Regions from separate parts of the Mus musculus genome. Here regions 2, 3, 4, 5 and 6 are each linked to region 1. The links are chromatin contacts, called in public HiChIP or PLAC-seq, Micro-C and promoter capture Hi-C maps. All regions are on one chromosome and are shown on one strand. The core of a region is the stretch at or near the end of the contact, and the rest is flanking DNA. Distances in the headings are between cores, read along the strand shown.

Evidence for each region. Promoter capture Hi-C pulls out the DNA fragments that hold promoters and counts their contacts. Hi-C and Micro-C count contacts between places; a contact is called where the count stands out from the background. HiChIP or PLAC-seq counts read pairs in DNA pulled down with a chosen protein or histone mark.
Region 2: an H3K27ac HiChIP or PLAC-seq map of extraembryonic endoderm stem cells shows a contact between it and region 1, with 15 times the contacts expected there. The contact joins the promoter of Wdr20 here to the promoter of Yy1 in region 1. A contact is called at or near these places in 9 of 39 promoter capture datasets (the 3T3-L1 cell line, 3T3-L1-derived adipocytes, the C10 cell line and 6 more), 1 of 484 Hi-C or Micro-C datasets (cortical neurons), 7 of 115 datasets of contacts at active chromatin or transcription factors (embryonic forebrain, embryonic hindbrain, extraembryonic endoderm stem cells and 4 more) and 1 of 9 other capture datasets (adipose tissue).
Region 3: a contact with region 1 is called in a promoter capture Hi-C map of 3T3-L1-derived adipocytes, with 15 times the contacts expected there. The contact joins the promoter of B930059L03Rik here to the promoter of Yy1 in region 1. A contact is called at or near these places in 13 of 39 promoter capture datasets (the 3T3-L1 cell line, 3T3-L1-derived adipocytes, the C10 cell line and 8 more), 6 of 484 Hi-C or Micro-C datasets (CD4 T cells, the G1E-ER4 cell line, LSK cells and 3 more), 7 of 115 datasets of contacts at active chromatin or transcription factors (astrocytes, embryonic stem cells, large pre-B cells and 4 more) and 2 of 9 other capture datasets (adipose tissue and liver).
Region 4: a contact with region 1 is called in a Micro-C map of embryonic stem cells, with 7 times the contacts expected there. The contact joins the enhancer-like site here to the promoter of Yy1 in region 1. A contact is called at or near these places in 1 of 484 Hi-C or Micro-C datasets (embryonic stem cells) and 9 of 115 datasets of contacts at active chromatin or transcription factors (astrocytes, double positive thymocytes, embryonic forebrain and 5 more).
Region 5: a FOXA1 HiChIP or PLAC-seq map of pancreatic cancer cells shows a contact between it and region 1. The contact joins the enhancer-like site here to the promoter of Yy1 in region 1. A contact is called at or near these places in 6 of 39 promoter capture datasets (3T3-L1-derived adipocytes, the HPC-7 cell line, cranial neural crest and 3 more), 1 of 484 Hi-C or Micro-C datasets (embryonic stem cells), 6 of 115 datasets of contacts at active chromatin or transcription factors (embryonic forebrain, embryonic hindbrain, large pre-B cells and 3 more) and 1 of 9 other capture datasets (embryonic stem cells).
Region 6: a contact with region 1 is called in an H3K27ac HiChIP or PLAC-seq map of embryonic stem cells, with 3 times the contacts expected there. The contact joins the enhancer-like site here to the promoter of Yy1 in region 1. A contact is called at or near these places in 2 of 39 promoter capture datasets (both in the 3T3-L1 cell line), 1 of 484 Hi-C or Micro-C datasets (embryonic stem cells) and 4 of 115 datasets of contacts at active chromatin or transcription factors (embryonic hindbrain, embryonic stem cells, large pre-B cells and 1 more).

What each region holds. Positions count from the first base shown.
Region 1 is chr12:108,791,567-108,795,073 of GRCm38.p6, forward strand. Yy1 (YY1 transcription factor) reads left to right here and starts at 1,731. Exons shown (of 5, transcript NM_009537.4): 1 at 1,731-2,525. The coding sequence starts at 1,847.
Region 2 is chr12:110,736,025-110,739,531 of GRCm38.p6, forward strand. It overlaps Wdr20 (WD repeat domain 20), which reads left to right and starts at 1,976. Exons shown (of 3, transcript NM_027149.4): 1 at 1,976-2,253. The coding sequence starts at 2,005.
Region 3 is chr12:110,589,773-110,593,279 of GRCm38.p6, forward strand. It overlaps B930059L03Rik (RIKEN cDNA B930059L03 gene), which reads left to right and starts at 1,602. Exons shown (of 1, transcript NR_033340.1): 1 at 1,602-2,907.
Region 4 is chr12:110,470,663-110,474,169 of GRCm38.p6, forward strand. The region is part of intron 3 of Ppp2r5c (protein phosphatase 2, regulatory subunit B', gamma); the gene reads left to right. The region is part of intron 5 of Gm19605 (predicted gene, 19605); the gene reads right to left. Among named protein-coding and RNA genes, the nearest start is that of Gm19605, 13 kb to the right of the region's middle. Within about 2 kb of position 1,794, at least 36 of the 459 cell types and tissues checked have an H3K27ac peak or open chromatin away from gene starts, as enhancers often do. A contact at or near this core is called in embryonic stem cells and epiblast stem cells, where this site is marked.
Region 5 is chr12:110,422,634-110,426,140 of GRCm38.p6, forward strand. No RefSeq gene overlaps it. Among named protein-coding and RNA genes, the nearest start is that of Gm40577, 6.3 kb to the left of the region's middle. Within about 2 kb of position 1,773, at least 15 of the 459 cell types and tissues checked have an H3K27ac peak or open chromatin away from gene starts, as enhancers often do. A contact at or near this core is called in pancreatic cancer cells, where this site is marked.
Region 6 is chr12:109,946,667-109,950,173 of GRCm38.p6, forward strand. Gm34554 (a long non-coding RNA gene) reads left to right here. Exons shown (of 3, transcript XR_381936.1): 3 at 697-812. Among named protein-coding and RNA genes, the nearest start is that of Gm34554, 27 kb to the left of the region's middle. RefSeq lists an enhancer at 1-3,507. Within about 2 kb of position 1,850, at least 54 of the 459 cell types and tissues checked have an H3K27ac peak or open chromatin away from gene starts, as enhancers often do. A contact at or near this core is called in embryonic stem cells, where this site is marked.

The DNA of each region.
Region 1 (3,507 bases), core at 481-2,980:
TCAGAAAACTATACACGTAGCCAAGGCTGGCTTTAAACTCCTGACTTACCTCCCTCTCCAAAGATTAAAAACCTGCACAAGGACACCTTGCTAAGTATGTTTAAAATTATAAGATGCCCAACTGTTTAAGTTTGGCCTAAGATGCATGTAATGCATTTAGAATACTCTCCTGCCTCAACACTAACAACTCCGGTAGATAAAAGTAATCCAGAATATTCAACAGATGAAGCTGACCGTTAAATCTAAGAAACAAATAAGATACACTTGGCTCAAATTTTCGGTTCTTGGAAAAAAAAAAGGCAATCTAACTTTATGTTGCTTTAAACCACACCTGGTCTATCGAAAGGAAGCACAGAAGAAACACTTCACTACAATGTATCTTAAGCAATTTGATGATTTGAACAAGGAAAACCTAAGCTGTTACTTATAATAGGGAAATCACAAAAGACATGGAATTTTCAAAGAGCTAAATGCAAAGACTATTTAAAAGGAATATTTTTAAATAGTCCTTTTCGGCAAAAGGAATGTTTATGAGCGAGGAATAGGCGAAGCCTGTGTCAAGTTATTCAAAGATAGAAGGGAGTTTTCAGAAAGCTACAATAGTGGAGTCGCTCGACAGGAGCAGCCAGACCCTTCGTTCCAACAGGCACCCAACGGCTGGGTCTCCGGTTTCCGCGGGTCATAAAAGAATAACGGACACACTTCCAACGGTGAACCCTAGGCTGCGCGCGCCGCTTCCGCTTGCCGCGGTCGCCTTCGCGCGCCGCCCACCGGCACGCGACCAAAGAGCCCGTGGCAGCACACGGTCGGCTACGCCGTCCGTGCCGCTACCGCACGAGACCCCGAGTAACGAGTAAAGGCAAAACGAACGGGAAACCAAAAATCAAGCACAGGCGTTTCTCGTCAGAGCAGACTTTATTGCGGCCACGCGGCCGCCGGTCGCACGCCCCGCCGGCAGCACGCCAGCCCCAGGCGCGCGCCCCCCTTCACCCCAGCTCGTTACCGTGCGCCTGGGTCGCGCGGAAAGTTCGCCGGCTCCCGAGGCGTAAGGCGCAGCGCCGACGCCCCACTCCTGTCAGCGACTGGGGCCCCGGAGCGGCACTTTTGTCACTGTTGCACCGCGGACGCCGGGGTTCGCGCGACGCCGAGCGCCGTAAGGCGACGGCGGCGCGGAGCTGACGTCACGCGCCGGGGGGGCCAGCCAGCGCGCGTGCGGGCCGCCACGCCCCCTACCCCAGCGGGGGCCCCCCCAATCGGGAGGACCCTGGTTGGGAGTAGGCGGGGCCCCGGCGCCTCGAGGGGCCCTGCGATTGGTAGCGAGGGAGGAGCGAGAGCCGGAACAGCGAGTGGGGAATCGGGGACGGGGCGGGGCCGAGAGCCCCGCGGAAGTCTCGCGAGGCCGAGCCGGAGCAGAGTGTGGCGGCGGCGGCGGCGGCGAGATCTGGGCTCGGGGTTGAGGAGTTGGTATTTGTGTGGAAGGAGGCGGAGGCGCAGGAGGCAGGGGGCAGCGTAACGCCGGCCCGGAGGGCGGGAGGAGGCGCGGCCACAGCCAGGGCAGGCAGCCGAGGCGAGGCGAAGGCAGGCGGGGAAGCAGGACAGGCAGCGGCCGAGCGAGCGAGCGAGCCAGCGCGGGGCGCACCGATCTCGGGAGGCGGGGAAGCCCCGCGGCCGCCGCGCCCGCCCCTTCCCCCGCCGCCCGCCCCCTCTCCCCCCGCCCGCCCGCTGCCTTCCTCCCTCTGCCTTCCTTCCCCACGGCCGGCCGCCTCCTCGCCCGCCCGCCCTCCCTCCCGCAGCCCAGGAGCCGAGGCCGCCTGCCGCGGCGGCCGTGGCGGCGGAGCCCTCAGCCATGGCCTCGGGCGACACCCTCTACATCGCCACGGACGGCTCGGAGATGCCGGCCGAGATCGTGGAGCTGCATGAGATCGAGGTGGAGACCATCCCGGTGGAGACCATCGAGACCACGGTGGTGGGCGAGGAGGAGGAGGAGGACGACGACGACGAGGACGGCGGCGGCGGCGACCACGGCGGCGGCGGGGGCGGCCACGGGCACGCCGGCCACCACCATCACCACCACCACCACCACCACCACCACCCGCCCATGATCGCGCTGCAGCCGCTGGTGACGGACGACCCGACCCAAGTGCACCACCACCAGGAGGTGATCCTGGTGCAGACGCGCGAGGAGGTGGTCGGCGGGGACGACTCGGACGGGCTGCGCGCCGAGGACGGCTTCGAGGACCAGATCCTCATCCCGGTGCCCGCGCCGGCCGGCGGCGACGACGACTACATAGAGCAGACGCTGGTCACCGTGGCGGCGGCCGGCAAGAGCGGCGGCGGGGCCTCGTCGGGCGGCGGTCGCGTGAAGAAGGGCGGCGGCAAGAAGAGCGGCAAGAAGAGTTACCTGGGCGGCGGGGCCGGCGCGGCGGGCGGCGGCGGCGCCGACCCGGGGAATAAGAAGTGGGAGCAGAAGCAGGTGCAGATCAAGACCCTGGAGGGCGAGTTCTCGGTCACCATGTGGTCCTCGGGTGAGTGCAGGCGGCGCGCCGCCGCTCGGGATGTTTTTGTTTTGAAGGGAAGCCATGTTTTATGTGTGTGATGGGCGCCGCCATCTTCTCCGCCCGGGCAAGTATGGCGGCCCCAAAAGATGGCGGGGGCGGCGGGCCGCGAAGATGGCGGCGCGGGGGAGGGGCGGCGCCCGGCTAGGCCGCAATGGCGTAGTTTGTGCGAGCGGAAGCGGGCTGGGGCGGCGGGCGGGGAGGGAGGGGCCAGCGCCCCTCCACGCCCGAGCCAACGGACGTGCGGCGGGGCCGGTTGAGGGCGCCGCCCCGCGCCGGACCACCCGCCGGGCGTTGACAGGGCCGTGGCGCAGGGCGGACGCGCGCCGCTCCCCCGCCGTCCCCCGGGGGCTGTCGGGGCCCCGCCCCGCTCGGCTCCGCTCAGCTCGGCCCCCTCGGACGCGAAGCGTCTCCCCGAAGCCCTTCCCGGAGCGGGCGGCGCATAGCCCCGCCGCAGCTGCCCCGCGGTCACGCTGGCCCAGGCCGTCGCCGCTGCGGGGCGGGACTTGGGTGGCACGTAGGGCGCTCGTGTGCGGGTTCGGCGGCCGTTGGAACCTGTCACCCGCGCTGCCAACGCGCTCCTCGCCTGATCGACCTAGAACGGGAGTTAGGGGAAGGAAGAGCCACAGCATTTCAGCGGCCTTTACGCGTTGTGAATTTTGTTTTTTAAGTCGTGGGCCCTATGCAGACAGACTGGGCTGGTTTACACAGCTTAGGATATTTGCCAACAAACTAATAAAAATCGCTTAGTTATCAGTATCTCTGGTCTTGTTTTCCCCCACGAAAAGAATAAAAAAAGTGGATAATTTGTTTTACTGATTTAATACGCCTTTTAGCGAAAGTCAGGAAGCCTGTGTAGGGCACCGAAGAGTTCCTTCCCCGCATGAGTAAACTCAAGGTAGAGCCCTGGAAAGGCTGTTGTTGACTGTTCACTTTATCCTAGTACTGTGTT
Region 2 (3,507 bases), core at 726-3,225, 1.9 Mb after region 1:
TCAGGACAGCCTTAATGTCTATCTGTCTCGCCCTCCTAAATGCTGAAATTAAAGCATATGTCATCATACTCAGTAGTATATTGGTCTCATGGGAAATTTAATATTATGGTTGAAGGTCAATATACTTTTTTTTCAGTTTTTGCTGGCTGAGGTGTCCCCTCCCAAAGTATATTTTCCCCCATTAACTAGAAATTCAAACTGAATTCTTTTTAGATAATTCAGGCTGTTATTTATCCTTCAAGATGACCATTATAAACATGTTTTTGGTACAAAATAGCATAGCTATGGGAGCTTGGGATTATCCACTGAACACCCCCTAGTATTTTTAAGAGTTGTGATCCATATTTGCATTTTATGGAAAAGACAAATTTGCATTCATAGGAAAAGACAAATAACAACAAAATGAAATTTAAAGTGCATTCTAGGGATGTATTAAGAAGACTTTTAAAGTCAGGTGATGGTGGCACATGCCTTTGATCCAGAACTCAAAAAAACACCAAAAGAAAAAAAAAAAAACCACCAAAAAAAAAAAAAAAAAAGGATTTTAAAGCTGGGTGTGTGGTTCATGCCATTAAGCCCAGCACTTGGTAGTTAAAGACAGATGGATTTCTGAGTTGGAGCCTAATCTCTGGTTGAGTTCCAGGACAGCCAGGGCTATTTAGTGAAATACAGTATCAAAAACAAAAACAACAAAAAAAGGATTTACTGTAGTGCTTTTTTTTTTTTCTTTTGCCAGTTCTACAGGATGTTAGTCAAATGCCTTATTACATCACTGGCACAGTTTCTACTGTGTCTGTACTTGCTTCCCACTACATAAAATGGCTATGATTTATACTTCTTTAGAACACTCCCCCTTGTGTACAATTAATTTTTGTGAGGTTGGAGTCTCGGTCTGTGGGCTCGGGTAGCAGCCTCCCAGCTCCGGGCTCAGGCATTCCTTCTGTCTGGAAGCACAGGTGCCCACAGTGTACTGGGCTCGCTCTACAGACAGGATTTCTCAGGGATAGGTCATTCTTCGTGTAACATTTTCTCCGCTCTAGAATTCTATTTTAACGTTTATCACTTTAGAAGCCTTTGTATTCCAGTGCACACACCCAGAAATCGAAGCATCAAATGGTGACTGTTAGGTCCTACTTTAATGTGTGCGCTTGCCTTCACCTAATACTTTGTACAGGATATTCAGCACAACTCGATGGTTCTCCTGGCAAACAACTTCAGGTTCCGTTTGAGGCTTTAAGAAAATCAATTAGCTTAACCTTTATTAAGAGGCACAGGAGACAGAAGTTCCGACAGAACCTACTTTCTCAAGAACAAGCCAATGCTCACCAGGAAGGTTTCAGGTGAGACTTGAAAACACAAGTCCTGTACATTCATGCGGTTCTTCCCACCCCGCCTACAAAACCCAACCCAACCCAACCAAACCAAACCAAACCAAACCCTGAGCTGTAATAAAGCCCAATCCATCGATATCTTCTGTGAGACGTAGAGGGGCTTGTCACCAGGCATCGGTACCCCGCACCCAAGCGGACCGTCGGAGTCCTCCCTAGCTTCCCAGGGAGGATCGCGGACAGCTGGGACATACACGTCCAAACACCGGACTTCACTGCTCGCCTCAGGCTCTGCCGGGACCACCAGCTGGCCAAGGCCAACGCGGTGGCGTCTCTTAGGGATCGGGTCCCTCAGCGAAGCTGCAGAGCGAGACAGGAGCCCCGCACCAACGCTCAGCGCGCTCGCTTCGACCCGCACCAGGAGGGCGGCACCCAGGGGAGGAGCTTGCGCACGCCCCTCCGGGTGGAGCGCGCCAGGTGAGCGCGCGTGCGCAGTTGGACCATTAAAAACTAGCCCGCCCCCTTCGCTTCGGCCCGCCTTCGTGGGGGCTGGCTCGCCAGTGGGCGGGGCCGCGGAGAAGGGGGTGGGGAGTGGAGAAAGCGAGCGGCCGAGGACGGCGCCTGCGCGGTGGGCGTGATCCGGGCACTTAGGGCAGGATGAACGCTGCTTTCCAAGATGGCGACGGAGGGAGGAGGGAAGGAGATGAACGAGATTAAGACCCAATTCACCACCCGGGAAGGTCTGTACAAGCTGCTGCAGCACTCGGAGTACAGCCGGCCCAACCGGGTGCCCTTCAACTCGCAGGGATCCAACCCTGTCCGCGTCTCCTTCGTAAACCTCAACGACCAGTCTGGCAACGGCGACCGCCTCTGCTTCAATGTGGGCCGGGAGCTCTACTTCTATATCTACAAGGGGGTCCGCAAGGTACCGACCCGGGCGTCACCGGGGGCGCGCCGGCGGCGCGGGCCGAGGCCGGGAGCTGGGCGGTGACAGCGAGGCCGGGGTGACCGGTGGGGGCGGCCGGCACTTGTACTTTTGAGTGGGCCGGTAACTCCGCTGAGGTGCTCCGGAGGAGAGGGGGCTTCGGGAGTGAGGCGCCGGCGGCAGCGCTGCCTCCTAGGGGAGGAGGGGGCTCTGGAGCCGGGTCGCGGAGATGCCCCGGGAGTAGCCGGTCGCCTCCTCCCCCGGCGGGGTCTGTCAGGTTCCGATCCCGCCCGGGAGCGGGCCTGCGAGTCCCCGGAAGAGGTGCGGCGGCCGTTTTAGGTGGCCTCGCTTCCCGGGAGGCTCGAGAGTCCTGCCCTGGGTGAGAGAACCGGGACGCGAGGCGGCTTGGAAAGGTCCGTAAGGCGGAACCGGGACAGGGAGGCGGAGGACTTGGAGACTAGGTCAGAAAGGACCTGCTCGGCACGCAGGGCTACTCCACCTGCTGCCGCACTGACACTTCTCCTGGTGTCAGCACTGTTTCCAAAAACCTTTCCGGGAGGTCGCCTGTCATTGTCTCCGCGGAGGGAACCGTCTCCCGAAAGGTTTTTGAAGAGGGTCATTCTGTCCCTTGCAGTGTAAGAGGGCTGAGTACTCAAGACTAGGGAGGTTGGAATTATGTTTTCAAATAGGCTAAGTTGCTTCAGAGGTGTTGTGTGTGAGCGTGCCTAGATTTATCTTGTCTAACGAGTCAGGCTATGTCCCAAACAGGGAGGGATAGGCCTTAAATGCTACTTTAAAGTAACCAGCCAAGAACTTAACAGTAATTCTGTGACGCATGCAATCGAGTTTTAAAATGTCTCGTTAAAAGCAGCAATTTATTGGCGCTTTTATTTTATTTTATTTTTTTATTTTTTGGTCACTGGCAAGAATTGCTTATTTTAACTTTTGACCATTGAGAGAGTAAGGAAATGTATGCACTCCATAGCACCTCCAACGGAATGTGACAAGGTGATGGAAGATTCACTTATAAATGTTCAGTTAGTGGGAAAGTACGTTGTCCATATTGAAGAGGACGTGTTCCCAGGGATGGCTATATCCAAAGTCAGCTGCTGTTTATGTTGCACTGTACGGTTAGGAGGACAAGGGAAGGAATGATGGTGTGCAAACGTAAGCTTGTTTCTTTGGTCCAAGGTGAATCTTCTGACTTGTCTTTATTCTTGTCAGTGAACTCCCGAAGCGTTTGGAAATAGCTGG
Region 3 (3,507 bases), core at 352-2,851, 1.8 Mb after region 1:
CATCAAACGGGATACACTGCATTAAACTACACTGCTCTGCAGAACTATGGCTGCAGGAAGCACCACTGGCTTAGGCGATGGTACTCCACCGCTTCCCAGCTGGCTGGCTGCACGTAGCTGGAGGGCAAGGAGCTGGCTGAAAGTAGACACCCATAACAGAAATTCTACCTCCACCTACATGCCAAAAGAGACATAGGCATGCCGTGTAGGTGTGAGGAATATTCCCGAGGAGGATGCAAAGCCAGCAGAGGCAGGTAAGCAGGGGCTCCCACTGGCAGTGTCGCCATCCTATGCAGATCTCAGGGCCACAAGTCAATGCTTCTGGAAGGACAGGAAAGTAACCCCAGTAGCAGGTGAGGAAGGGTGGGTCACTTCAGTTTACTGTTGGTGGCTTGCAGATTTGTAGGACCCTTAAAAATGCAACTGAAAGTTTTAAAAGGTAAGTGTTGAAAACATTTTGAGACAGTCTTACCAAAAATCCTACTACCCAGCCCCCTGAATGCTGGCATTAGAAACACGTTCCACCCTGCAGGGTGTCATGTATTTTGACTCTGCAATTCTGCTTCAAAAATTTAGCCATCAGCAAAATTCACCTAGTCTGAGCAGTAAGGCCAGCTACTCCCGGCCGCACTGTTTTCCATGCTGAAAAACAGAAACCAGGAATTATCCTCACCTGCCTGAAGTGTTGCTAGATGCAAATGTGAGCAGAGAAGTGAGAAAACCCCAGCACACGCTCTCACTCCTTAAGATTTTATTTTTTTAAATGTGTTTGTTTCTGTATGTGGATTTGTACATATGAGTGCAAGTGCCCACGGAAGCAAGAGGGTGTTCGGTCCCCTGGGGCTAGGGTTATAAATAGTCTGTCCCTAACGTGGGACTCTAAACTCGGATTGTCCGGAAGAACTGTACATGGACCTAACTGCTGAGCGGTCTCCATAAAATATGGCCAAATTGAAACTAGAAAGGTTCTGGCACTCATTCCAAATTCGAATTCATCCTCACCCCAGGACTAACTTTTCCTGCCGGCCCAACACCTTCTTCTCAAACATTCCACACTGCAGCCAAGAGGGAGCTTGCAAAAACATCCCTCCAACCAGTCACCCCAGGATAGCCCGTGAGCCCTCTACAAGCAATGTCCCTATTACCCTACTTATCGCTGTACCTTCAGTCTGGCACCGTGTGGGACACTCAAAACTGCGTCTGATGGACGCAATGTACAGATAAATGTGGGATCAGCGAGAACAGCAAGATCCAAGTGGAGAGGCAATCAAATGTGGGTACGTGTGTGTAAGGTGGACGTGCTGACATACGCCTTCCATGCCAGCACTGGAAAGGTGGAGGCAGGAGCATCAGAGTTGGGACTCAGCACGGCTACCCGGCATCCAAACCAAAGAGCAAGCGGATGGCAGCAGGTACCCCGTAGGAATGAGACAAAGCGCATGCAGAAAACGGAGAAGAGTTCAAAGTCAACAGGATATCAGCTCAGCACAGCTGCACCAGAACACGGCAGCAGGACAAGGGCGGCCCCGGGAAGGTCTCTGCCATCTCGGCAGGGCGGAGATCTCCGCAAGGCGCAGCCTCCACGGCGCACGTGACTGGATGAGTCACCGCGCCAGGAAGCCGCACGAAACCTCGGTTCGGCAGCTCGAACGCAGGCTGACTTAGGACAAGGCAGCGACGTCTAGAGGAAGCCGCAGAGGGGGCCGCGTCCCTTGGCGGGAGGGGAGTGAGGGCCGCGGACGGCCCGGACCCAAGCTTAGACGCTTGGCCCACGGCACACAGGACAGGGAGACCGACTACCTTCACCTAAACGCTGGCGCAGGGAAATGACGCAGCGCATCGACCAATCGGGAAGTGTCTGACTCTGAATCTCGCGATATTCACGGGAGGAAAATGAGCCAATCGCAATGCCCCTTCTTCCAGGCCGCGGTGATTGGCTTGAGGACTCACATGATCGTTCGAGGCCACACGTGACCGCTCCCCTGGCGACACGTGATCGACCTGCCACTCTGCAGAAGTGGCTTCTGGACAGCGGCAAACAGGCGTCCGTGGAACTGAACGGCAGGTCCTGGGTTACAGCCCCGTCACTTTCCACTTGATAGGCGGGGTTGGTGACCAGGGTCCCATGTGACCCCCGTCATGGAACCCCGAGACGCGACCGTAGCGTGGATAGGACAGGGCCAACCTGTCCCCTGTAGCAGCTCTGAGAACTGAAGTAGGTGGGAGGCTGGGGATGCCGAGAGATTAACGAAAGAAACCAGTAAGCAGGGTCAGGAAACTCGTCCCACCTAAGTGGCGTGTACCGGACACGTGGTAACGTAAAGAGGTAGAGGTGCTTGCTATGTAAATAACTATGGAGGACCAGAACTCACATAGATGAGGACTTTGAGCACCCCGTCTTTCCCACTACCACTCACTGGGTGCCTCTTTCTTTCCTTCTTTCTCTAATTTACTCATAAGACAGGGTCTCGCCTTGGCTAGCCTTATTGTCTGTCTGTCTGTCTGTCTATAAAACAGAGTCTCTTCTTGGCTGACCTGGAACTCACTGTGTAGACCCTAAACTCAAGAGATGTCCCTGCCTCTGCCCTAAGAATAAAGGCGTGCACTTCCTGGCTTGACTTCTGTCTCCCTCTCTCCTTTCTTTGTAGTAAACTGCCTGTCTCCGACTCTGTCCCTGAGTCTTACTGTTCTAGGGCTCAAAAATCTGGAAATTTGTGCTGATTCCCTCCAGGGTCATAGCCATGCCTGTTCCAAGGAAGCCCTAGCGATGTCTGTTTCCCACTGCTTCCTGCCCAAGATACTGGTAACCCTGGAAGGTAGCCCTGGTGTGGGGGTGCTGTCAGAAGCATGGACACAATTCTCTCTCTCCATGATGTTAGAATTTCCTGAATAATAAATTGGCAGTCTGCATCCCTTGTATTGATGTAATTTGTTGAGTAGTTTTGTTCTCACTCTCTTAATAAATAATAACTCTTGGGTCACACATTACACCTCACAATGCAATGTAAATTACAGAATGGCTATTCAAGGTTAGAGTTCACAGAGGCCTTCCTGGAGGCAGAGGCAGATAGCTGCTACAACATTTGCTGGTTTGGTTTGCTTGGTTTTGTTCATTTGATTTTCCAAGATAGGGTTTCTGTGTAGCTTTGGCTGTCCTGGAATTCATTCTAGACCAGGCTAGCCTCAAATCCACAGAGACCTACCTGCCTCTGCCTCCCAAGTGTTGGGGTTAAGGGACTATACCACCACCATCTGGCACAAATACAGTATTTAGGGATTAAGGAGTCCAAGTGGATAGCTGTTGGGGGCATGGAGCTCAGAACCTGAGAGATCAGGGATCTAGGCCGCAGGTGTAGTGTTCAGGTGTAAGACAGGTATAGCTTCAAGTAGATAGGTGGATTGTCAGCCGTTCACGCACGTAGGAGGTGACGGGCCGGGCTGAAGCCCTAGGTAAAGTTCAGAGGTCTCTGCTTCAGCGGGTGGTCATCACGATGTCAGGCACCCTCC
Region 4 (3,507 bases), core at 544-3,043, 1.7 Mb after region 1:
AGTAGCTGGGTCACCACGGTGCCCAGCCTAGCCGGGTCTGCAGGCGCACACCATGGTGCCCAGCTTACCCTGGCTGTCCTTTTTCTTCTTACTGTACCACTGATTGACCCGAGGACCTTATTCGCCCTAGGAAAGTGCTCAACCACTGAGCTATACCACCAGCCTTCTTTTGACTTTATTATTTTGCAACATAAACTCACTAATTTGGCCAGACTATTCTTAAACTTACCCTCTAGTCCAAACAGGCTCTGAATTTGTTAGCATCCTACCTTAGCCTCCTAAACCTGGGATTGTGGTTTGCAGTGCTAGGTCTAACTTACACTCATTTTTTTTTTTTAATGTTGATTTTTGTTCTTGGCAGCATTACAAAATTCTTACATCATTTTTTTCTTTTATCAGTTTTGGTAGGTATTTATTTATTAACGAAACCCTTAAACTTTCTTATATAGGGACTGGAGAGATGGCTCAGTGATTAAGAGCACTGGCTGCTCTTCCAGAGGACCCAGATTCAAGCCCCAGCCCTCACGTGGCAGCTCACCCTGGTTGCAGGGGACCGGCCTTAGTCATTGATCTATTGCTATGAAGAGACACCATAGACACTCTTAGAAAGGAAAACGTTTAGTTAGGGCTGCTTTATAGTTTCAGAGTCTTAGTGCATTATCACTGGGCAGAGAACATGGCTACACATAAGCAGACACAGCGCTGGAGACGGAGTCAAGGTTCTACATCCAGATCCACAGGCAGGAAGAGAGAAATGAAACCCAGGAGCCCACCCCCAGTGACACACTTCCACCGACAAGGCCACCCCTGCTAATCCTTTCAAATACCACCACTCCCTATGAGCCTACAGGGGTGAGGTGGGGGTGGGGTGGGTGTGGGGGGCATTTTCATTCAAACCACAACGTGATCCAGTCCCATAATTCTGGCTTCTCCAGGAGCCAGGCCCACATCTGGTGCACCGATGTACAAACAGACCAAATAGCCATACACATAAAAATAGAAATGACCTTGTTTTAAAGTTAAGGCTATCAGCTGAGGGTGGTGACACATACCTTAAGATCCAGCACTCAGGGAATCAGGAAGGTGGATCTCTGTGAGTTCAAGACCAGTCTGGTCTACAGAATGAGCTCTATGACAGCCAGGGCTACACAGAGAAACCCTGTCTCGAAAACAACAAAGCAAACATAAAAGCCCTCTATATGGTAAGGCCATGCTATCTGCCATAGCTTCAGTTTGGTTGCCCTTGATTTCCCTCTCGTGTTGGATCGTTCTGTCTAGGACTATAGCATGCTTTGAGTAAGAGTGTGAGGATGGCGTCCTCCTGTTGCTCCTGACCTCAAGGAATGCTTTCAGCTCTTCCCACTCAGTACACACAGCCTTTGTTGTGAAATGTGTCCCTCTGTGCCTGTCCTTTCTTCCCTCTGTCTCTCTGTTTTCCCTTCCTTTTTTTTTTTTTTTTTGTACTGGAACCTGTAAGGGTCTATCATTCTCTGAAGAATGATACCCTGGACTCAAACTATGTAAACACAACGAGTGTTTTATTCTGCACAAGTCCAGCATGCTGGGGTCTCCCATTACCCGAATAGAGAGACACACAGGTGAGCTCACAGGCCTGATTTAAAGCACGTTAGGGAATTTCTGGGTAGGTGACCTCTGTGTTAATCTGTTGGGTCCATCTCTATGCAGATTCCTTTACCTGGGTGTAAGGGCTGGGAACCTGCTGTGGAAGGTCTGGAAGCTGCTGCTGACCCATTGTCCTTGCCTCAGGCCAGATGATGGGCGGGGCAGCTTCTGGGGACTTGCCTGGACTTGCCCGGTTCTCAGAAACAGAGATTTGGGCCTAGTCTCCTTAACTCCCAATGTGAAGCCTATCAAAGAATCAGCCTGGCCTTCTCAGAACCCACTAAAGTAGAAATTAAAAGTATGTTGACCAGGCTGGCCTCAGACTCACAGAGCCCTACCTGCCTCTGCCTCCTGAGGGCTGGCATTACAGACATGCACCATCACAGAGTACCATGGGTTCTTCCTGTGTCTGATGTCACGATGGTCATACAGCCTTTCTGTCTATCATTCTGTTAATGTGATAAGTTTATTGGTTACACGTGTCAAATCATTCTTGCCTCTCTGTTATGACTCATAGATTTTGTCCTCTTTCTCTGTTTGTTTGTCTCTTTCTTTCTTGATTCATTCATTTATATGAAAGCTGTCTGCATGGACACCTGAATGCCATCAGATTGCATTACAGATGGTTGTGAGCCACCATGTGGTTGCTGGGAACTGAACTCAGGACCTCTGGAAGAGAAGCCAGAGATCTTAACATCTGAGCCCAGTCTCTTGCTTCCTCCGTTTTCTTTCTTTCTTTTTTTCTTTTTTTTTGGGTTTTCGAGACAGGGTTTCTCTGTATAGCTCTGGCTGTCCTGGAACTCACTCTGTAGACCAGGCTGGCCTTGAACTCAGAAATCCACCTGCCTCTGCCTCCCAAGTGCTGGGGTTAAAGGCGTGCGCCACCACGCCCGGCTCATTTTCATTTTTTAAGATGTATTTATTTTTATTTTGTGTGTATGAGTGTTTACCTGCATGTATCTAAATGTACCAGGTGTATTGCTAATGTATACCAGGCTGACCTCAAATTTTGAGAGAGCTAGCTGTCTGCCTCTGCCTCCCAAGTGCTGGGATCAAAGGTGTGGGCATGCCCGTGCCCATCCACGCCCAGCAGCTCTAGATGTCTTTAACTTGACTTTCTTATTGAAATATAGTTTCTTTTGTGTGTTTGGATGTGAGTCCTCTTATTTTATCATACAATTCACTCATCAGTATTATAAAAACTAAATACAAGGCCGGGCTGTGGTAGCGCATGCCTGTAATCCCAGCACTTGGGAGGCAGGCGGATTTCTGAGTTCAAGGCCAGCCTGGTTTACAAAGTGAGTTCTAGGACAGCCAGGGCTATACAGAGAAACCCATCTCATGTACCCCTAATTCTCAGTAGCAGGCACAGAATCACCCTGGTTTTTTGAATACCTGTTCCCTGTTGTCTCACTGAGACTCTCCTGGTGTGTCTCCTCCGCAGCCCATCTGTTTACCTTTTAATTTCACATGGTTGTCTTTTTCATTTCTGGATGTTGTAGTTAATTTTTTTTTTTAATTTTCCTTGTGGGCTTGGGAGATAGCTTGGTAGGTTGTAGTGCAGGAAACACAAGTTTGGGGACCCAAGTTCAGGCCTCCAACATCCATGTAAAATTCTGGGTGTGGCTGTACCTGCCTGTAAGACCAGCCTCTAGGGTCAGAGTTGGGAGTGGCTAGTGATGTGACAGAATCTCTGGGCATCTGGCTGTCTACCTAGATGAAAACCAGCAAGGTCTAGGTTCAAAGAGAGACTCTGTGCTGAAGGAATAAAGCAGAGAACAATATAGGAGTACACCTGACATCTCAGCTGGCCTTGGTACAGGTACACACAAGCACACGTGTGCATATGCACACACACACACACACACACACACACCCCACATA
Region 5 (3,507 bases), core at 523-3,022, 1.6 Mb after region 1:
TGGAAGAAGTCGGGGGTGCAAAGCCAGAAAATCCTCCAGGGCCTTGCTGGACCCTAAGAGTATCCAGCAGGAGCAGGGGAAAGTGGGTGCTGTAGAAAAGACTCCATCTTCTCATTCGACCCCAGGTGACCTCAAACAGGCACTGCAGGCACAGCCATGCTGTGTAAGGGCCACGAGGAGGCCCCAGTCAGAAGCAAAGACTAAGCTGTGATAGGAGATGGGCACAGCGTTCTAACCCGGTGGGCTGAATGGACTGCGTGACTGTCTCACAGCTGTGAGCCACACTAGAGGACATTTAGCTGAGACCATTCTGAACTGTGGAAGGCACCGCCTGGTCCCCTGACTGCTTCTTAGCAGGCAGCGTTCAGCACAGGGAAGCAGAAGTTACAGGGTTGGTAAGTCCTCAGCGTTAGAATGAGAGGGTTTCCAGAGAGAACCCAGGTATGCTCAGGTGACCCTCTGAGAAGATTCACTCTCAAGCAGAAGCCAGGAACCAGTTATGTTCAAGACAATGCAGGTCCCACTGGTCTTGTCTTCTCCATCCCAGACAGATGCCTCAGAAAGCGGACATGATGGTGCATAGCTCTAATCCTAGCATTCGGGAGGCTGAGACAGGGCCTGGACTACACAGCGAAATCCTGTCTCCAAAAGAGAAAAGACAGAGACAGACTGTGGGCACACCAAAGGGAGCCTCCCGTAGGGTAATGCCCGGTGAGGCTTGGCCTCATAACCCAGGAGCACCTTGGATGTATGGGGAGGTGTAGACTGTACTGAGAATGTGTTATCATTAAAACCCTGGTTATGTGGAACAACAATATGAACTAACCAGTACCCCCAGAGCTCGTGTCTCTAGCTGCATATGTAGCAGAAGATGGCCTAGTCAGCCATCATTGGGAAGAGAGGCCCCTTGGTCTTGCAAACTTTATATGCCCCAGTACAGGGGAATGCCAGGGCCAAGGAGTGGGAGTGGGTGGGTAGGGGAGCAGGGCAGGGGGAGGATACAAGGAACTTTCGGGATAGCATTTGAAATGTAAATAAAGAAAATATCTAATTTTTTAAAAAGCCATGGTTATGTTATGTAAATATGTTTTGTTTGTTTGTTTGTTTGTTTGTTTGTTTGTTTGTTTTAATCCCAGGCGTGGGCTGTGGGGCTGCTTCAGGTTGTCCACAGCTGCTATGATTTGTCTCATGCTCTAGCAGGGGTGTGATTTTTGCCCCCTGTAGATAGCTTATGTTTAGAATTCTGGGGACTCTTGAAAGGAGCCCAGAGAGGGCCTGTGATGGTGGCTGCTCCCCCTGCTGCTCCTGGTTGCTGGGTAAAGAGACATGAAGAAGAAACCATATATCCTGACAGTGAAGACTGGACCTGCACCCAAGGTACCCGACACCCCTGATCAGCAGGAGGCAGTCTAAGGAGATGACACCCCCTCCCACCTCTAGCCTTCTTTTCCTCCTAGCCCGTGTTGGGAGGTTGGACAGGATTGGGATGGAGAAGGGTGGTAGATATAAGAACCCAATAAAGTATGCCTACAACAGAGTCACCACTAGAGGCATGGTCCCAGAGAACTGCCACTGGGCCAGAGCCTGGAGCAGACTTGCTCTGAACCCTTTGTCCCTGCCTGGCAAACTGCAGAGCCTTCTGCCTGGGTAAAGGTGTGGCCGCTACCCCAGCAGATTTAAAGAATAAAACACACCCTTGTGTATCCAGAAGGGCCCTGTCCCATGGGCCTAGAGGGCAAGAGCTTGGTGCCAGAAAGTCCCTGCTGTATGACAAAATATTTCCTAGAAAACACACATCTACTCACCCCAGATAGGGACCTCGTGACAGACCAAAGTATGAATATGACCAAAGTCCAACTTAGTTTTAGCCAATGAGTTTTATTGGGGTTACTTACAGGAATCTGGGTGAGGGGTCACTTACAGGAGCAGAAATGACTCAAAGATAGCTGTGTCATCAAAGTCCACCTCAGCATGGGTAACAGCTCACAAGGAGCCCACTGCACAGCCTGCAGACAGCTCAACAGGTTGGGGTGTTCTTCCCAAGTGACTCTGGTCTAAACCATTTCCCCGGAGCAGCTGGTCTGGCATAAGTCTCCTTGTAGCTTTTCTCCTCTGGGAATCTTCTGTGCTTTGTCTGAGAGGGTCTCTCAGCCTTTACCATTTACTCCAAGAGGGAGGGGCTAAGTAAATCTGCTTAGTTTCAGGGTCTTCCTGAAGTTAGAGTTGTTTATCATACAGCTTCCCTTCAGGATGGAAAAACGTACTCAGCGGCCACCCTCAGACTTCCCTGACTGGTGGAATTTGCCCTGCTGGGTTTGGGCTCACCTGGGTCCTATAAGTCCTTCCTTTCCTAGTTCTCGTTGCCCGGTGGAGTGTCTGTCCTGTACCTAACCCACCACTGTATTCTGAAACATAGCAGTGCCTGGATTTTATAGGTTCAAGAGCGGAGAGCAGCATTGAGATGGACCCTGAGTCTCACCCACATCCAATACGGCTGACTTTGAACTTCAGATGTCTGACATGATATCAGAGCTGTTAAGACACTGGGGTGATTGGCTGGCATTGGGGTGACTGGCTGGCATGATTGTGTCAGAACAGAGAATATAAATTTGGAGAGTCCAGGCGCAATGTGCTCTGGGCTGGAGAGCCATGTCCTGCAAATTTTTATGTAAAAATCCTTTAGAATCTAGACCAGACTATGACACAGGCCACAATGCCTGCAGCAGCTCCCCAGCCCCATCTCGCCAGCCTCAGATCCTAGTGGGCACCTTACTGAGACATGGGATTACTAACTAACAGTTACTAACAGTTACTAACTCCCTGTGGAGAGTGGAGGGATCCTTGAGTAAATGTTTAAGAAGTGAATAAATTAGTGGGTGGGTGTGTCTTAGTTTGGGTTTCCATTGCTGTGAACAGACACCATGACCAAGGCAACTCTTATAAGGACAACATTTAATTGGGGCTGGCTTACAGGTGCAGAGGTTCAGTCCACTATCATCATAGCAGGAAGTATGGCAGCATCCAGGCAGACATGGTGCCAGAGAAGCTGAGAGTTCTACATCTTGATTGAAAAGCAACCAGGAAAGACTGGCATTTTTGGACAGCTAGGAGGAAGCTCTCTTCCGAGATGGGAGGAGCTTAAGTTAGGACCTCAAAGCCCACCCCACAGTGACACACCTACTACAATAAGACCACATCTCCCAATAGTGCCACTCCCTGGGCTAAGGGTATTCAAACCACTACAGGGTGTGTATTCTTGACAAGGAGGAATGCCTTAGACCCATGGGACGTGGCAAAACAGTCCTCAGCTCAGATTCGGGAATGGCAAGACCTCAGTCTGGTCTACGTGTGGGTGTTGGCAGTGTGTGCAAAGACTAGCAGGCATAGAATCCTCTTCCAGATAACTTCAGTTTTTCTGTGCGTGTGTTCGTGTGTCTGTCCTCCCTTTATTCCCTTATCATCTTGTCTCCAGAGTTATCCTGTTCTGCTGTGAAGAGAAGCCATGAC
Region 6 (3,507 bases), core at 600-3,099, 1.2 Mb after region 1:
AGACACTCCATCCCATTCCCAACACTCCTTGTTTCACAGGAGGATAGCCCAGTGCCTCAAGGACAGTGTCACCCAAGTAGCCTCTATGCAATGACAGGGTCCAAAAGTACAGCCCTCATATTGGGATTAGTGCCCTACGGAAAGGGCTGGAGACTCTTACCTCTTTCCCTCCAGTGAGGACTCAGAGAGACAGAGCTACATCTCAAAGAAGGCCCCAACCAGGACCCTACTTTCCAGCTCAACCTTCAACTTCCAGTTGCCAGAACTGGAGGTAGCAAATGTCTGGTGCTTATGGGGCCTCCTGGCTGTGGATATTGGCTATGGCCACTGATATTGATCTTTGGTCTCCCTCAGCCCTGCCCAGCCTTCTTCAGCCTTCCTCAGCCCCACTCATTTCCCTTTAGCTCTGCCCTCATCCTTCAGTACTCCCTCTCCTCAGCCCCACCCACTTTCCCTTAGTCCTGCCCCTCATCCCTCAGTGCCCTCTCTGCTCAGCCCCACCCACTCTCTTCTGGCACTACCTTGCAGCGGCCATTGCCTTAGAACCTCCACCTCCAGCTAGTGTGTCTTCCTGGGAAGCACTCTTGAGTCCTGTAAAAGGTAGGCTAGGAGACCTAACATCCACTGAACCCCCTGGGGCACAGACACCTACAGAGAACTCTTACAGGTTCTGCCCACTGTCTGTTCTTGTTTCAGAGATTCACCACATGGGCCAGGAATCGAAGAGCTCCAGGTCTATCTCAGCCACCAGAAATCAGGATATCCCTGAAGCAAGCATACTTTATTAAAAAGATATATTTATTTTTATTTTATGCACGTTCATGTTACACTTGTATGTGTATTGCATGTGAGCCTGATGCCCGACAAGGCCAGAAGAAGTCGTCAGAGCTCCTGGAATTGGAGTTACAGGTGGTGGTGAGCCACCATGTGCGTGACAGGAATAAAGCACTGGGCTTCGGGAAGGGCAGCCAGTGCTCTTAACCCCTGAGCCATCTCTCAGCCCCCAAACCTGGTTTTCATTTGGGCATTTTGACCCCAGCTCACTAATGTCTGCCAAATCTTGCAGCTTTTCAGTTGCACAAGAACAACGTCTTATAAAACCTTTGTACAGCTTTTCTAAAACTTTAAAAGAAAAAAACAGAACAAAAAACTCTGGCCTCCTCGTTCCCTTCAGGCACAAATCCTAAAGGATGCAAAAAAGCAAGCCAAAAACAAACAAACAAACAACCAAACAACAAGAGAACCCCATAACAACAGCAACAGACTTCTTGGTTGAAAGTCAGGCCTTGGGTGGGGGGTGATCAATTTCAGGTGAGGCCAGGACTGCCCCAGAACCAGCTACAGGGATCTGGGCGTCAGAGGGGAAGCAGCTGAGACACATGGGAAAACCTACGCTATGGGATGCTGGAGATTGCACGCAGCCTAAGTGACCAAGACAAGACCCCAGAAAGTCCCCTCCTGCTCATTTGTCTGTCAGCAAGTCTTGATTGTGAATCACAAATTTTGTCCATCCTTCACTCTGGGATGGAAGGACTTGGTGATTTTTAGCCAGGCAGGCGGTGGACAGTTCCTTTCCTTAGCCCTCTGCACATTGGGTGGCTTTCCATCTGCCCCCTGTCACCCCACACCTCAGGATCTTTATTTGTAGACTTGTTCACAGAGCAGTTGTGCTGAGTTAAAATTCAGTTTTCAGAAAGGCTGCCTAGACGCCCGATGGGAGTGTCATTTATTAACATGTGAATGGCCCCTGTCGCTGGGAAATAAAAAGAAATTTGACCTTGCCAGTACAGCCTGGCCCCTTCTCCCCACCCCAAGGAAAGCCTTCCTTAACCGTCTGGGCCTAGCGCTTTTTATGATGCAGATTTGGAAGGGAGGACACAAAGAGAGGGTCGGCCGGGACAGAGGACACAAAGAGAGGTGGCCGGTTTGCAGGAGGAGGGGGGTAGCGAGGGTGGGAGGCGAGGGAGAAGTGGAGTGGGGTGGGGGACTGACAACACCTCTCTTGTGGCTGGGGCTCTGCTTTGGTGTGGAGAAAGAAATATGGAGGAAGGGCGGCAGGAACTGGGAACAAAGTCTGGGGTGTGCATCCACCTCTGTCACAAAGAATCCTGAGTGAGAGAGGGGTGGGGTTGGGGAGGCGGGGATCGAGGAGGGCTTCGTGCCTGTGCCGGGAGTTCACTGCAGGCTCTAAGCAGGAGGCCAGGTGTGTGTGTGAGCCTTGTTGGGCTCAGTCTGCCATTTCTCGGCCTGCCAGCAGGGCGGGTTCCAGCTCTTTCCTTGGTTCCTGGTTGCTCTGCCAGTCGGTTCAGGCCCGTGGGGTTCCCTGCCCCACACTCACTCTAAAACCTCCTCCCGGAGATCGCCCATGGTTCCTCGGGCACCGAGGCTGCTTGTGCGCACAGAATGATGGCTGGGGCAGGGACTATATTTGCTCCTTGGGAAGAAAAGCTAGACCTGCTGTGGGAAGGTTCCACACATAGTAAGCCAAGCATGGGGCTGAGTGCAGAGAAGGCCAAGGCCCCTTCCCAGGAGAAGCTGTCCAAGCGAAGACCTGCCAGCCGAGTCCACGGGGCAAGAATATATTGTCCACTGGCAAAGGAATACGTGGGAAGGGAGATGGTGCAAACATTTTCAGCATGTGCAAAGGCCCCGGGGCAAGAAAATGTGTATCCTGTAGCTAAAGACTCCAGTATGGCTGAGCTGTTGTGTATGGAGCCCCATGTAGAGGGAACGCTGGTTTTCTACTGTAGGATCTTGTTTGATGCTTGGCTTTTGACAGCTACTACAGGGAGCACTGAAGCCCAGAGGGCCTCTCGTTTCTTCCTCTGTCAAGGTGCGTGCGTTCGTGCGTGTACTCTGGGACACTGAGGCAGGATCCCTTCTTTGTCACAAGACCCCCTTTGCCCTTCACCCCCGACTTTGCCCCAGCGCTTGACCATGAAGCCGGGTGGCACAGCCGGCTGCCTGTGCCTGCTTGAGGACCTGTGGTTGCAGAAACAGCTGGAGGGAAATCAATTTGTTCTTTGCTACAGTCAGACATGAACCAATTAGAGCTGCCCCATGGGGCCTCTGTGCTCAGGGAGAGAGAACAAGCCCGGGCCTGTTAATCCCTGCTCCCACCTTCTACCAGCCAGCAAAGTGAAGGGTGCAGCTGGAGGAGGGCCAAGCCTGCTCCCTCCTCACCGCTCCCCTGGATCTGTGGTTGACCTTTGACCTTCCACTCCATGCCCAGCGTCTGGGTGATTTCAGAGGTGCCTTGGGGCTATGCAGAAGTGGTGGCCCGAAGAGCACCCACCTCAAACCCCCAACACCAGGACTGGCCTCCGTTCTCAGAGCATCCATCCAACCCACCAACTCCACCCATACTGGACAGAAGAGGTGCAGTGCACAATGTAACGGATTTCGTGTCTCTCTTTGTGCCACAGAGAGGCCCAGGGAGGGGCACACGCATCAAGCATGTTGAGGAGGCTCAGCCAGGAGCGTTCAGGGTTAAAAAAGACCTCCTCA